2 separate regions of the Arachis hypogaea genome follow, and region 2 is linked to region 1. The links are chromatin contacts, called in public Hi-C maps. All regions are on one chromosome and are shown on one strand. The core of a region is the stretch at or near the end of the contact, and the rest is flanking DNA. Distances in the headings are between cores, read along the strand shown.

What was found. A called contact is a pair of places that touch in the nucleus more often than the background predicts.
Region 2: a Hi-C map of leaf shows a contact between it and region 1, with 1.9 times the contacts expected there. The contact joins the promoter of LOC112792392 here to the enhancer-like site in region 1. A contact is called at or near these places in 2 of 8 Hi-C or Micro-C datasets (both in leaf).

The regions. Positions count from the first base shown.
Region 1 is chr1:6,116,235-6,119,365 of arahy.Tifrunner.gnm2.J5K5, reverse strand. It overlaps LOC112792385 (a long non-coding RNA gene), which reads left to right. Exons shown (of 2, transcript XR_003197421.2): 2 at 1,422-1,792. Among protein-coding and RNA genes, the nearest start is that of LOC112792385, 3.0 kb to the left of the region's middle. Within about 2 kb of position 1,490, at least 1 of the 3 cell types and tissues checked has open chromatin away from gene starts, as enhancers often do.
Region 2 is chr1:6,157,519-6,160,689 of arahy.Tifrunner.gnm2.J5K5, reverse strand. It overlaps LOC112792392, which reads left to right and starts at 1,382. Exons shown (of 4, transcript XM_029297114.2): 1 at 1,382-1,610; 2 at 2,914-2,976; 3 at 3,143-3,171. The coding sequence starts at 1,532.

The DNA of each region.
Region 1 (3,131 bases), core at 241-2,740:
AAATACAAGTTAAGGTTGTTAATAATAAAAATTTAAATATTTTACTTTAATAAATACACAATAAATACATTGAGAATTTAGATTTTGTATATTTTTTATAAATACTTTCTCAATTTATAATTTTATCAGGTACTTTTAGAGAACATATTTACTAAACCTTTAAAATTAAAATGTTTTAAGGTACATTAAAATTTAACTCTTTACATAATATAATTTATCATTATCATTATATATCATTACTATATGTATATTGCTATGAGAGTTCATGTTGCCTTGACAGCTGGAGATACCATTGAATTTCTACAATCTGTGCCTTTCTTATTTCCAAGTTATAAATTAATATATGCCTTGTTGCCAAATGACTGAACATAAACGTGGAATATCGTGTAGATGTATTCTTTAATCTTTTCTAATAAAAGAATGGACCGTCTAACTACAGTATTTAAACTTTTATTTGTCGATGAATTTATTAAATATTTATAATTTTATTCTTGAAATAATGCATTTGAATTAACATGTATAGATATAATGGTATACAACAACAAAGTAAGAATAAAACGATAAATTAAATTAAAATACGATAGAAACTTTTTAGTTTGAAAGAGTTAGAAAAGAGGAGATTTGCGGAGGTGTTATGAACGTTTCTAAAATTCTCATGAATATGGCAATTTAATAAAACTTTTTGAAAATAACTTGTTAAAATTGACTTTTAAAAAATATTTTTTTAAAGATTATAATATTTATATTTAATAAATCAAACTTAAAAATAATTTCAATAAGTATAAGTAATAATAATTGTGTTTATTAATAAAATAATTTTTAAAATTTTAAATGATCATATATAATATACTTATATAAATATATAAGAGTGAATTTTAAAATTTATAAATTTAAAAGATTGTATTAGACTTTTTAATTTTGATAAATATAAATTAACTTTAAAAATATACTTTTTGATATTTTTAAAAGTAATTTTAACTTTTAAAAGTTACAAGCAAAATCATATAATTTTTTTATTTATCATACACCTCTTAAAAAAGATCAAGTCTTAAACTAACAAAAATATTTTATATACATTAAAAATCAGTCATGCATTTATCACACATTGCTTCAGTGAAATTATATTAAACCATCAAAATGATCAAATTTGGCTTAATAGAATAATCACACACTTAATAAATGAATAATCAATGTTGCTTGTAATAGTATACAATTCCTACGGTACATGTGAACACACATAATATAATCACCTTTTAACTAGTCATTGTTTTCTTTTATAATTATTATTATGTATTTTATAAAAATACATTGAAAAATAAAAGATTTAACTAACCATTAAAAAGTTAAAGCACATATATAATTATATATTACCTCAACTGGGACATTTTGGTAAAATACATTTATTAATTTTTTAATTACAGAATATGAAGGTTCGGACACTGGTGGGAGGTCATTATTGACAATAAACCTTGAAGACTATGGTGAGCCAACAGCAAATCATGGGCATGATCCTGCTTTCAACAAAGCTGGTGGTAGAGAGCATTCCCATGTGGGAAGAAACCGAAAAGGCTGAGATTTTTATTAGCCATCTTATCATAAATATCTATTTATTATAATTATAATATATATAATTTTAAAATTTATTGTGACATGTTGTGGTGCTGGCAATTTGGAGTTCTATTAGTATGGTAGTGTGTATTTGAAACATAAATTTTATGGAAATAATTAAATTGTTTTGTGTCTCAAACAACTTGGAATAATGATAAAAAAATTCTTAGTCATAGTGATCAGAATTTTGAATTGATTTCTCAAATTCAAATTCTATCCTTTTGTGATTTTAAATAATCATATCTTTCTTTGAATGGGATTTAGATGGAAATTATTTGATTTTAATTTAGATGTACATATATAAAATGATTATTTTATTCCTAATCTATCTCTCTCATCTCTGTTTTTTTTTTATTTGACATAATAATTTATCTTTAGTTTAAATCAGTTCTATATGCTTAATTGAAATGTGTGTTTTAACGGACTCAAATATTTTTAGTAATGAGAATAAAAATAATATGAAAAAAATATAAAAATTAACTTTAATATATTTAGATATCTAAAATTTAAAGTCTAATAATTAAGATTCTTCTGATTTTAATTAACACATTTAAAGTATGTTAATTAACTCATTTAATGTTTTAGTAATGTTGCTTAATATGTTCATACTTATGCAAGATATAATATAATACAAAAAAATTATTATTCGTTAGTTGAAGAATTTATAAAAATTATAACTTAAAATTAAAATTCTTCTTAATGGAAGGAATAGTGATGAAATACGGCACAGGATTCGATGGTTCAGGAACCTTTGGATCACTTAGTGGTCCAAGTAGAAAACATGTTTTTAGAGTTTTTTTATCAATTGCTACGTAGTCCTTGAACTAATTTTAATTACAAATCAACCTCATATATTTTATTTAATTATAAAAATAGTTTTTATTATATAAATTATTATTTTATCAATTATCTATTATATTTATTAACAATCAAATACAAAAATAACAACCAATTATATCCTCCATTCATCCTAATAATTCCAATTGATTAAATAATTAACTTTGATCTCGTTACGTTCGTCCATGGCTTCCAAATCGTGTTTCCTTGAAATTCAATCGATTGGTTTTTCAAAACAATCGATTGGTTTACACTATATCACACAACAATCGATTGAAAGTTGTAAGGTAGAATGGTAAAAAGCTTATACCAATCGATTGTTTATACTTTCCAATCGAATGAATGCCTCAAAACAATCGATTGTTGTTGTTACGAAAACAACATGGATTTACCAAATACAATCGATTGGAAAGTGATGACATTGAAGTTTTAGCCAAATTCAATCGATTGGAAGGTGACGAAGTTGAATGTTTTGCCAATTTCAATCAATTGGTAATGGTACCCAATCTTGAAATGAAACTGTACACTGAAAATTTATAAATTCACCTTTACTCCGCATGCTACAACTAATGCATGTTACATACAAGAAACTAAAAAGCACATAAAATAAAAAACAGACAATTAATTACATGATTATTCTATTTTAAATTTAATCTGTTTGTCTTCTGGTTTTGCGCCACTGAAAT
Region 2 (3,171 bases), core at 133-2,632, 41 kb before region 1:
TCATGCCTTTTTTTCTTTTTTCTAAAATTTATCTATGAATAATTCTATAAATATTTTATGATGAATAAAAATATTAAACTCGTACTAAAATTTATTTTTATTCTGTAAAATAATAAATAAACTATTAAAAGTTTATTCTCTCAATTAGAAAAAAATGATAAACTTCTATACTTCTATTATGTTATGACAATAATTTGGCCTTGTTATTTTTAAAGTTATGGTTGCACTTCATGGTTTTTCACTTTATCTATGAATTTTTGAATGTGCATAATAATAATAATAATAATAATAATAATAATAATAATAATAATAAAGAAGTATGTCACAGTAAAAGAAGAAGCACATCACTAAATAATTTATCATCTGAATTATATATGAATCAAATCGATAACAGGAGGGCTAATACAAAAATAAATAAATAACAGGACTAAGGACTTACAAAATCTTATATTTGTGTGATATATAAAATAATTACCATATTATTATTATTACATTATATATATATATATATATATATAGTCCAACTAATTTAAAGTAATTTTTTTAAATATTTGATTAAATTGTTCTTTTATTTAGTACTTTTTTTGGGACTTCCTCTTAATTAAAAGTATAATCATTATAATTTTTTTAATTATTATTGTTTAAAGTGTTCGTAAATCAGATATGACTAAAATTTCGATATAATCCACACTAAATTTATCAGATCGAATTCGATATCAACACTTTTTATATTTAGATCGGATATCAAATATATTTATAACATAAAAAATATTTAAAAATTTATTTTTAAACATATTTACTTCTATGAACACTTTTTATGTTTACTTTTTTCAAAATATTTTATAATTTTTTTAGAAATTTTTCATACTTTTTTTTAAATTAATTAATATTATATATATTTTCTTAGGCTACATCTAATTATAAAAATTTTATTTATTTTTAATACTTATATTAAAAATGACAACAAATTTAAATTAATAAATTTTAATTTATAATATAATATAATAATTATTTTATATATCACATGAATATAAATTAATTATTTTTTATATAAATAATTTTAGAAAAAAATCTAATAATTAATTTATTACTTTTTTTGTTTTAATCCAATTTAAATGTTTTTTATTAGTTTTGGAAAGAAAATCTTTTAAAAAATTTAATAATATGTAATGAGGAACACTGAATAAATTATAAAAAACTAATTAAAATGCACACAAAAATATCTTTAATAAAAGATAAAGTAAACATCTTTATTTGAGTGATCCCTATTAATTTATTATGTCTATATCTATATATATTTATATTTATATAGAAAATTAGAGTCATATTTTTTTGGTTATTTTGGTGAGTATAGTAGAACAATATTGAGTGTTATCTTATTTAATTTAATTAAGAGAAATTATTAATTTTTTTAAAAAGAAATTGAAGTAAATACAATTACTCATTTATAAGTTTATTATAAATAGATGATAGGACAGTTGTGTATTTATCTATAGACATCAAAGCTTAGTTAGGAAACTGAGGAAGATTGATGGCTTCCACTTCCCTCTTTTTTGTCTCCGTTTTGCTTATCTCTGCGTTCATGTGTTCTGCAAGAACCATACCAGAAGGTAATCTAAGCTTTCTTTCTTTCCTTAAGTTAAACCAAAGATAAAGACACCATCATCTTCCATGTATATATATAATTGATTTAATTTTCCGGTTAAATCAATTATATAGCTTCTAGTAAAATTTAAAATTAAATGTTTTAATTATTTTATTGATTTTTATAGTTTTACTAAATTTTTAATTAGTTTTTTACAATTTTTTTTTAAATTGAGTTTCTATATCGTTTTTAATTTTATAATTAGGTTTTTTTTATATAAAAAACGTTAAAATTAATAAAATATTTTTTTCAAATACATGTGGTCAAAGATCTAATTAGATTTTTAATTATGAATACCTTTAATTTGTGAAGAAATATTTAGTTAACTCTAATACTTTTTACCGTAAAAAAAATCTAATTATAAAATTAAAAACAATGTAAGAATCTAACTAAAAAAATATAAAAATTTAATTATTAAAAATTTAATAAAATTATAAAAACTAATAGAATAATTAAAAAAAAGTATTTGAGTATGTTTTATTACATGCACACTAATTGCAGACAATAATGCTAAGTCCTATTTTACGAGAAAATTTTGAGTGCCAACATTACAATCAACCTTTAATATAAGAAAAAAAATTTAAAACTCTTAAAAATAAGAAAATGATAAGAATATCTGAAATGAAAAAATATCGGTAATTCCAGTTCAATAATTAACTACTAATTTTTAGTAAATTTTATAATAGAGTTATTTAATAATACATTATAGTATTAGATGAAATAAACTAATATAGGATTTGTTCACTAGTATTACTCCTATTTTATTCCTTCACTGATGTTTGGCTCATTAATTTGAACAAATAATGTTGAGAGCTGGAAATTTGAAACGATTTTTGACAGGAAAACAAAATAGCCTATACAACACACCTCATGAGGGACCAAGGACTCGTGCTTTTCCTCCTCCATTAGGTGGGTCTTTTTTTTTGTTAAACAATTTATATTTTTCGGAAATTAAAAGAGAAATTATATCGTTTAGTATGTATTATCACATGCTAAATTTAATTACAGACTTCTTTAAATCTTTATTTTTGATGCATCTAATGTTAAATATAGGAACTCTAGCTTTTAGGATTTTGATAATTAATGTCCTAAGTGCACTGATTAAAATAAAATAACTATATTAAATATATAGTAAAATCAATCACTAAAATCAGTTTTCAATATAAAATATACATTATATATATATATATATATATATATATATATATATATATTACTAATTACTACTAATTACTATCATTACTAAGGTTTGGAATAATTTTTAACAGGAAAAGCAAATAGCAAGATCAACTCGTCAGATTCTGATGGTCCATTTTCTCCTGGACATGATGGTCAATGTTATATAGTTTTATACAGTTATTTAATTAAATTTATGTGTTTAAATATTTTTTAAATAATAGATTCAAAATATATTACTTTTTAAATTTGCTGATGATAATTGGTTAACTATTATTTAAACAAACTATTGCTAATAAGAATTGTGATATGTGTAAATAGGACTCCAAAATATCGTATATAATATTGAT